Linked DNA regions of Gossypium hirsutum: region 1 is linked to region 2. The links are chromatin contacts, called in public Hi-C maps. All regions are on one chromosome and are shown on one strand. The core of a region is the stretch at or near the end of the contact, and the rest is flanking DNA. Distances in the headings are between cores, read along the strand shown. Region 1 has its middle 16 kb from the start of LOC107962648. Region 2 holds the start of LOC107962646 (DELLA protein DWARF8-like).

Region 1 (5,316 bases), core at 9-2,508, 260 kb before region 2:
TTTCAGTAGTAAAACATACTTAAAAATCTAGAAGCAATGAGCGATTGATGAAGGGTTTTTAAAGGGTTTTTCTCTAAACCATTTGGTAGATCTAGACTTAATCATTGGTTTTTAGAAAAAAAAATATCATTAGTAAATAAAGAAAGAAGGCTTGAGAGGAATCTATTGATGAAACTTAGAGGTGTTTCGGGTTGGTGCTTGTTGGCTGGCAGTAACATATGGTTGTTAGAGGAGACAGATGGTGGCTGGAGATGACAAAAGTTAGCTAGATTTTAGATTGAAAGAAGGAGGAGTAAAGATAATCATGAGAGAGTGGTGATTGCTCACCTCATCCCTTAACCATGTGGTTGGGGTCCGATCTCCGCCCATGGGAATAAAATACATTTAATGGCCAATCGTTTACCTCTTTGCAAAGCATTCGTGGCAAGGAGATTAGTCACTATTATCAATGGTGGATATCTTGATTACGGCAAAAAAAAAAGTTAAACATATTTTTTCAATATTTAATTTAATTTTTATATATAATAAACTTAAATAAATTTTTAATGGCACGTGGTGCCTTCTGATAGGTGGGAAAAGGTCACGGGTATTTTTAGATAGTTTAAAATACCAAATCATTACTAAAAATACTTTAACCACCAGGCTTTCTTTGGATTCAAACTCACCCATGGTGATATAGAGTGCAAGGACAATATACCTTTTTTTTGCTTTTGCACTGGCATAAAAATGATATTTGGGAAACAACTGCAATCTCACTGCACCATCAATTTCTCATTGCCATTGAAAGCTCTAGTGGCTTGAATAGTTCTCTGGTGAAAAGCCATTTTTTTTAAAATTCTCCTAATTGATTGCATTATTACTAACCTAAAAATAATTTAAATATTTTTCATAATATAATTTAAATAAATTTTAATATAAATATACTTCTAATATTATAAATTATTATTTAACCTTTTTTTATTTAACATAAATATAAATATAAATAATTTATTTTTAATATATATACACATTATAATTTAATATCATTAACAATATTTTTATTTCATCTCCAAAATTACATTTGCATTCAACACATATCTTATCACTTATTTTAATCTCATTAAAGCTAATCTCACCACCTATGTAAATGATAAAAAAAAGGCAAAATTAAATATTAGTCCTAATAAAGATGAATAAGTACAAGTACAAATAATACATGATTTGTCAAAGCTCAACAGCCAGGCCTTAACTTTTATTGTTTGGTTTGACAGGCCCAACAATAGAATCATGAGACAGGGCTATGGACCATGCTTTCAGATCAATAAAGCCGAAAACTAACACAGTCGAGGGCTCAGGTTAACTGATAAGACTAGACAACTTAAGGGCAAGTGAAGAGAGCAAGAAAGAAACAAGGATAGATATGGGCAAATACCATTCTGGCTTTAACTCTACAAATATTTATGGTTGTTTGCAGATTCATGTCAAGTTGCCCAAATAGTTTCTGGGTTTTGATTAGTCCCAGGGCCCATTTAGCGATGCTGATAACAAGAACAAACCTCCTATTGCCATGCATTCCCACACAGTACTTGTGCTAGTTACCATCCCTTTTGGAAGAGATGAATTTTTGGCCTCCTTGTGCTAGGAGTCATCCTCCTCCATTGCTTGCTCTGGCTCTGCTGCATTATCCATTCATGGCAGGATTCGAAGGACATAAAAGAGTGGAGGCCCAGCTTTTCAATTATTCATTTGTCTTTCCATTGAGTAAGCATTTTCGATTTCTGACTTCCATGGCCTTCTTTCTCCTTTTTTGTAATTATACTTTTTTTTTCTAAAAAACAAAACAAGAGGCTTTTTCTTGTGTTTTCGCTTTCTTCTTTTGGTCTCAGGAGTGCTTTCTCTTCTGTTCCAGCGTGTGGATCACAGCGATGCACTCTCCAACAGATAATGGTTACAAGCAAGATTTAAATTATGACAAATATTGATAATGCCACTCAATGTGTTAATGCTTATATTTTCTTCGATAGAAAAAACATTACAAACCGATTACATTTTTAAAGGATTAATGACACAGACAAACAATATTATATTCAGTTATCAATATATTCCATACTAAATTCGGGGCTCCTCATATAATTGTATCGTACCCAGTCCACTTAAAATTATTTTGATCATATGATTGATAATCTTATTTTAAGCTCGCGAAACGTGACGAAATATAATAATGATGTTAGATCTTTTAAAGGCCAATTTTTTTTTGTTTGCTAAAGGTTTTATTTCTTTATTTGAATTGTTTTATATACTCACATTTATTATTTATTTAATATTAAAATAAAGTATTTTAATATTAATATTAATGGATTTTTATAATAAAGTTAAATAAAAATATTTGTAATTAATTATTACATTTGAATACGAAAGATTATCTAAAATGATAATTCCATCTAAGTATATCGTAGGCACTGGACCTAATAGCCATCGAATGATGATTCACTAACAATCCCTATGGACGGCACAATAAAAAAATTAATATAATTTTTATCTAAATCCAGTAACTAGCAAGGTTGTTAGAATAGGACGACTGGTCGTATTGATTAAGTTATTGGTTCGTTGGTTCGTTAGTTTGATTGATTCAATTATTTAGTTAAACTGATTTAATTATTCAGTTCAATTAATTCGTATTAAATTTCAAATCAATAGATCTAATGGCTTTTTCTGAATTAGCAATTCAACTAGTCTAGTTCAAATGTTTGTAATAAGGTCTATTTTGGTACTTATATTTCTTTACTCATTTTAGTACCTAAACTTAACAATTAAAATTATTTTTATCTTTTTTACCTAAAAAAATTATTTTTGTCTTTGAACTTGGATGCCTCTATGATTTGATGATTTCATACTTTAAGATTGTGTGGCATCATCACCTAAAAATTAAGAAAAAAAAATATTTTTTTTTAAATTCTTAGGTGATTATGTGGTATAATATTAAAATGTCATGTCATTAAACTTTTATATTTTTCAAATTTAACAATTAAAATAAATTTAATTATTAAATTCAAGTATCAAACTGAATAAAAAAATTAAAAAAAAGCGTAATTATCAATTTAAGGGTAAAAAGAAATTTAGATTAACCCTTAGAAGGGTTGGAATTTTTTATGGGAATTGAAAAATTATAGCACATGAATTAATCCTGCAACCATTTCAATTGATTGAGGAATTGAAAGATATAATTTCCAAGAAATAATTGGGGTGACATTGACGTTCAAAAGGATATAATAATCTCGGTCAACTTAGAATGTCACCAAAATCCCCATCAACCGTCCTTAATAAGTATAAGTATCAGCCATTTGAAAATTAAACTGTTTATGTATTAGGGGCAAAGTTAAAAAAAAATTGTGAGTCGAAATTAAATTTTTTATATTTTTATAATTTTCAAATAATTAAATCAAATTTTTATCATTTTAAGAGGGTCAAAATACAAATTTATCTTTACTAATTTAAAATTTTTAAAATTTTAAAGGGTTAAAATAAAAAATTTACCATTTTAAGGGTGGTTGGGCCCTACCAGCCCCCTAAATCTGCCTCTGATCTATATGATATTGATATATTATTTTGTGGATAGTTCAATATTATAAAATGCAGGGTGTGTCTCATATTTTTTGGACACTTTGCAGGCATTTATTGTTGTCCATGTTGTGACGCTGAAGACAAATGCAACTTTTTGAAAAACAGAAGCAATGTTGTGATGATGAAGCATGTGACGTCGCGACAATGCAACATATTTCTCAAATAACATAGCCGCATTTTGATAGTCAAACAAGATTCTTTCTTCTAGGTGAACTCTGATTACTTTAAAAATATTTTAGTCATATTAACCTTCTAATCTTTGCACATTTAAAGGGCCATTATACCTCTAATAAAGGTGGTGAAAAAAAAGAAGAGAACTTTGTATATGAGAGAGGATTTTGTTTTCGGGATTAAAGGTTTGTACATTTAGGTTAATTTCTTCTCCATCTTGTATTTTCGTTTGTTTTGTTCATTAATGAAAAGTTAAAACATACTTTACTCGTGATTTTTTTATCTTCTTAATCATATCAATTAGAGAATTTTTTTATATAAATTTGTGTGCTTAATCTTCTCTATTTTTTTCATTGTTTAGTCAAATTAATTCCCAACATGAAAGCAACAAAGTCAGGTTTTGTTGCTTCATAAGTAAAACTTCATTATGGTGTTCATGTAATTAGAAGCAAGGAGGAGGATATAAGAAGAGTTAGGTTGGTACCCCACGTGTTTAGTGGGAAAATAAAATAAGCGGGATATGCAAGATTCGGCTGGGTATAAAGTGAAAATGGATGGCCAGGAGATCCAAGATGATCATCCATTTGGGGCCATTTGGGTATCAACATTTATCTACACATTCTTCAATCTTGGGTTTTATCTGGGTTGTTTTATTTAAATAGTTTATTTAAAAATATGAAAAAAAATAAATATATTACTAAATAATGACATACTCATGACACTGTATAAAAATATTTATGTAACAAAATTATAAAAAAAATAATATGTAAATTAAATATAATTTTAATTGAGATGATAAAATCAACCTAATTTTCTTAAGTTCAATGTACATATATTTTTCTAAATTTATTAAAATATATAAAATAAAAAAAAAGCATTACTACTTTTGTGTGCTTATAGAATACTACTTTGATGTTTTTAAACTATGTTTTACCAATGAAATCATAAAAAATGTAAGATGAATGCATGTGAATATAAGATTTAAAAAATTAAGAAGATAGACCGACTGTCCACTTTTAGGCACTTTACATCTGTATGTGTTATCCCTATTACATAAATCACTCAAAATCTTGCTGATTAATCCAATCATGAAAACAAGCCTATACCTTCTATACCATAGTCTATAGATGTCAAAACTAGTTGGTCATCTTTAGGTGATAGGTGTACTTTGTGTTGAAGACTAATAGATTTAATTCAAACCAATTTGAAGAGAGTAGTGAAATAATTTCTCTATTAAATTGCCACACATGTTACTATAATGCATTTCCCCCCTTTTCTTCTAACTATAACTTCATCTTTCATAACATTAATTTAAGAGTTAAACATATGGTTTTTAAAGTCAAAACTAATTTTTTAAAGTAAAATAATATTTTAGCCCCTATTTATAATTCAATTTTTTTTATAATTTTATATTCGGTATATAATTATTTCTGCATTGAAATTTATCACATTGTATATTTAAGTCTATAATGGTTATATTTTAATATTTAAAATATAATTTATGTATATTCAAATTAATTTTTACAGATAATTAATATTAATTAC
Region 2 (5,376 bases), core at 2,178-4,677:
TAAATTAAATTATTTTCTTTTCATTGAAGGAAATGATAATGGAGAGATGTTGCAAATTTCATTATTGCTTTATATTTGTATGTTTTGCATCAGTATTTGCTCCACTCTATAATAAATGTAAATTTTGAAACTTTTTATCTTGAATGTATGTGTCTCAACTTTGTTTTAATTTAATTTTTTTTAGTTATTTATAATATTTTTAATATTTTTAAAAGTAATTAATAATTTAAACATAAAACATGTGTTTATTTATAATAATTTTTTTACCCTTTTAAAATTTATCATTAAGAGTAAAATGATAATTTCATATAATAAGTGAGGCAACACGTGCAATTATTATAATATATTTATACTTATTGTCTCTGAAAAATCTACCCTATTCTTCTGTGCCTCCAATTTTTTTTAAAAATTTAATTTAATCAAAATAGAAATGGTTTAAATTTTATTATTTGCATTCAAAGCATAATCAAAGGTATGCCTTAGGCCTTTAGTTAATGTCATTGCTATATTTTTAATCCCTTTTAAATGTTAGTAGTTTGATTTTATTTTTAAAACTTCTGTTAAATAAAAATATATTTTTAATCCCTCTTTAAAGCCAAAAAATAAATAAATTCAATCCATTTCAATATAAAATCTTAGCTTGATTAAGTTTTATTTTAAAAAAAAATCTTGATATCTAATAACACAATTTCTAACTTAATTTCTACATATGGTAAGTAGTATGGCATAAGTGGTCACATTATTATTTTTATTGAAATTGGTACATACTGGGATGAGTTTATTTTGATGTGTCATTTTAGATTTATCAGTGTTTTTAAAAAATATTTAATATATAAAATATTTAAATATATTAAATTAATCAAATTAAATAATTTTAAATATAAAAATATTAATTGATTATATAAAATATTAATTAATAAATTTCATAAATAAAATTTTATCAAGTGTAAAGTAAACAAGCAAAAAAAAAAATTCCCACAAATTAAAAGAAAAAATTGCCGCAATATTATTTTTTAAAAAATCTACAATAAAATCGTTCTATATTAAATATATAAAATGAAAATTTAATATAAAAAAAGCACATAAAGTTGTGTTAACGAAGTTTTTAGAATTTTTTATAAATTTTTTTATATAAATTCTTTACTTTTTCATTATTTATTAATTTTCTACTATAATTTTTAAAGCTAATTTTTTAAATTTGAATAATAAAAAATTTTATAGGTAAAAAATAATTTTATTTATTTTGAACATTATTCACTGAGATACGGTTCAAAATTTAGATCGAAAAAAATAATTATTCTGATATATTACTAAAATAATGCAACCGAAACCGAATACATTGCTACTACTTGCATTACCCAATTTAAAGATAGATTGAGAAAAATGATTCCTAAATAGCTACGAACAGATTCTCCTGAAGTAAAATTTTATAGAAAATAGTTTGGTGAAATGCATTGAAAGGTAAAAAAGATAGAATTTCAAAAAATAACCAAATTACTCTGGATTTACAGCAAGATCTTAGTTACTATTACCCTGCCCCTACTATGAAGATGACATATGATTATCCCACGCTGGCACGGCTTGCCAAGCCGAAGCCGCGATGAGAGGGCGGCTATGCCAACCAAGACTCAAACACCCTTCATTTTCTTCCACTGAATACCCTTCCGCCGAGAACAATGTGAGTAACATGCTAGCCTGTTTAAACGCGTTGGACCCCAAATGCAATGCCCTAAACCCGGCTCCACTCAGCCGTCTCCTCCATTTAGCCAATGGCTCGTGCCTTTCTACTCGAGCCGACCCTTCACAGCTCACTACGTTCCCTATTTCCCTCTGAATGTATATCTCGGCTAAAGCTTTTTCCGGCTGAACCCTGCAAGCTTCTAAAGAATCGAACATCGTTGAATAATAATAAAGAGCCTCTGTGAACCGGTCCAGAAAACCTGGTTGATTGTGGTTTGCTTCTTGTTCCACCACTGTCATAATTTTCGGGTTTAAGCCCCGGATCCAGCTCAACACGGTGTCGATAGGAGAATTCCGGGTCTGTTCGGATCCGAGTAAACGGTGAAGCTGCATGATGGAGTTAACTGCCACCGCTTCTTTTGGATTCACCTGAAGCATCCAAGGCTTAACGTCTTCCAGCCTGGAAGCCGCGACTCCACGGAAGGCAAAGCGGACGTTGACGGACCGAGCCAACTCAGCGAGTCGTAAACCGATCTCGCGAAGTGAGTCACGGCCATCTGGTGATGGCGGTCCAATGCCAGTCAAACGGAGCAAAGGAGGTCCGCCAGGACGTAAAGCCAGGGCTTGTATCAAAGCTGGCCATTGTAGGCCGTGCATCAAATTGAAATCCACCACGTGTACGCAATCGTGACCGTCGAAAGCTTCGAGGATCGCCTGATTGGCCGTGAAGTGAGCGAATTTCAAGTATGGACAAGCTTCGTAAAAATGATGATGCAAAATCTCGTTCTCAAAAGCCGAGCCACCGTTGACAGAGCCACCGCCCATTCCTTGGAAAATACGGCGGCTTAAAGCGTCGATAAAATGTCCGGCAACTTTACCGATACCGCAAACGGTGTTGACATGAGTCAGTAACCCTTGCATGTCGCCGATCAATGAAGTAGCCAATGAGAGGTCTCCACTTTGGACGCACTCAGCACAAGTCATCAACATGTGGACCAGCCTTATACCCGAATCTTCTTCCATGGCCGTGACAACCGTCAACTGATTATCCAAACTCTGTTGCTCGTCATAAGTAATATTCTGGTGCACCTGCGGTGTATGAGGTTCGGCGGTGGTCCACGCGCTGTTTACCACCGTTTGATTGTTTACGGGATCCACGATGAAGTCGGAGGAGCAAGTGGGAGGAGGCTCAGCGAACTCAGTTAGCAGCGAGTCGACCCAGCAGGCCAGATCAGAAGGGTTATAGAGTATAGCATCGGAGGCAAGTTGAGAGAAATCTGCAGGCGAATTACCCATGGCGGTTTCGAGTCGTTCCAGTCGTTGAGCTACTTGTCGTAACTCCGACGACCGGACTTTATAACCAGCACCGGCGAGTAGTCCATCAATATCTTGCTGCGGTGGCTTGGACGAGGAGGAGGAGGATGATAAGCTGCCACTGCTACTTCCCGCTGATGACGAGGTGGAGTCGTACCGCAACATGATTCAAATTAAAATTAGTTTCTTGGTTTTCAAATATTGAAAGAAGGGGCAGATCTAGCATGGCCCAAAGTTGGGAGAGACAGAGTGAGTAAGAAATGGATGGAAAAGAGAAAGTGAGAGAGTAGACGAAATGAGCTGTGTATCCATCTTTTTAGATACTTTCTCTTTCCTCATTTTTCATTAAAAAACACCAATACACAATCATGAGTGGGATAGAAATTGAGTAAAAATTTTCAAATATATAAAATTAAATTGCAAAAACTTGGTCGAATCGTTTATATTTGTAGATGCTAAAAACATGGATTGAATTGAAAGAGATGGTTGATGGAGAGGAGAAGGCACTTTTGCAACACTTTTTTCCTCCAATCTCAATTTAGACTTAGACCAAATACATTACTCATCTTGCACATATCTTTTACACACCTAAACTTACTGTACAGTTCGAGTATCTTTGAGTGCAAAACCAACATAAATTAAGCAAAATAGAGTTAAAATGTGTGTACCGTGTCGGTACTTCTCTTGGTTATTGTTCATTTTTATTCATTCTATTTGAGTTGTACAGATGCATGTATGTGTCTATACCTAGGTGTAGGGAAATCAAAATCTAAGTCTAAAATATCTCCAAAAACATACAGATTCAAATTATTCTTAGTCCTCAAAATATCTCCAAAATATCATTCAAAACATCATGTAATTTATCTAATGTACCACAAAATGTGGTTACAATGTTGCTAAAAATCAGAAACAATGCAAAGATGAAATGTAACTATTTTGCCCGAGATCATGATCTTGTCTATCTTGATGAAAATTCCTACGACTTGATTCATTTCATGAAAATGGATTCAACTTTAATATAACAAAAACTAAATACACCTCGACGATGACACTAAGGCTTGACCTTTTTTTAGAAAACATATTTGATTTTTCATAAAATGACAACTAAAAGGATTTCAATGACAATCTTAAGGCTCAACCCATTTTTTGAAAGGAAATTCGATTCTTTTATAAATTGATAATTAGAAGGACTTCAACAGCAATCTCAAGGCTCAACCTTTTTTTTGAAAACAAATTCAATTTTTGATAAAATGACAATTGAAAAAAAAAACCTCAACAATAATCCTAACTCCCAAGGCTCGGCTCATTTCTTAAAAATGGATATAATTTTTGATAAAAACAACAATTGAAAGCACCTCAACAACAATCTCAAGGTACAACCTATGTCTTGAAAAATAAATTTGATTTTTGATAAAAGAAAACAGAATTGAAAATTTTAGAAGGCAATCTCGAAGCTCGATCCATTTTTTTCAAAACGGATTCAGTTTTTAATTAAATAATAACCAAAAGAATTTTGACATTAATCACAAGGCTCAACCTATTTTTTTAAATAATGTAAATGATTAATCCCGAGTTTAAAAACAATTTTTGTGAAACTAGAAATTGAAAATATTTAGCAGGGCTTTTTGGAAATGAGCTTTGAAGAAACCAGAAGTTTGAGGCGAAACTAGAATTTAAATAGTAGGAAAAAGCAAAATTTGAAAATAACTTCCTATCATTGCCAGATACATTGGGTTGCCAACTTACTAGGGCTTGCAATTTTATGTATCATGCCAAGTTGGTTGGGATTAAATCTCAACTAAAAGCCAACTTATTCAAAAAATAACTCTAAAAACTAATAGAAAAATTAAAAGGAAACAGAAAGGATTTAAGCGAGAGAGATGCCAATAGTTTAACAACAAAAAGAATCAGATGACAAAATCGGGGGTGTTGAGTTCTGATCTAGCGCTAAGAGCAAGAATAGTGGAATTGAAGAAAATATTGACACTAGTTAGGACCTTCTTTTGTTGAAGAAGATAGATTATTTCTTTGAGGGAGAGTAAAAAAAATAATTTAATAATGATAATGTTTAGATCACAATAACTTTTAACTCTAAATTTCTTGTTGTTTTTTTGCCCTAAACCACAAAAAATAAATTAAAAATAAAATTGCAGCATTCACATTTAAACGATTCAAAGAAGAAAAAGAAAAATTCAATTATATTCAAATCCTTAACTCTTCAGCTTCAATATAGGAAGAACAATATCCAAACAAAAGATAACTTCAAAAATCTTCCCATTTCTAGGTCCATAAAAAACTACTTTAAAAAATAAACACAAAGCAGGAGATTTGAACCTGTTCTAAATCTAAAGCAGAAGCAATTTTAACTACTTTGAGAAAAGG

Evidence for each region. A called contact is a pair of places that touch in the nucleus more often than the background predicts.
Region 1: a Hi-C map of leaf shows a contact between it and region 2, with 3 times the contacts expected there. The contact joins the enhancer-like site here to the promoter of LOC107962646 in region 2. A contact is called at or near these places in 7 of 34 Hi-C or Micro-C datasets (anther, callus and leaf).

The regions. Positions count from the first base shown.
Region 1 is chrA06:11,725,728-11,731,043 of Gossypium_hirsutum_v2.1, reverse strand. No RefSeq gene overlaps it. Among protein-coding and RNA genes, the nearest start is that of LOC107962648, 16 kb to the right of the region's middle. Within about 2 kb of position 1,258, at least 4 of the 9 cell types and tissues checked have an H3K27ac peak or open chromatin away from gene starts, as enhancers often do. A contact at or near this core is called in leaf, where this site is marked.
Region 2 is chrA06:11,466,376-11,471,751 of Gossypium_hirsutum_v2.1, reverse strand. LOC107962646 (DELLA protein DWARF8-like) reads right to left here and starts at 3,427. Exons shown (of 1, transcript NM_001327732.2): 1 at 1,426-3,427. The coding sequence starts at 3,159. The coding sequence ends at 1,543.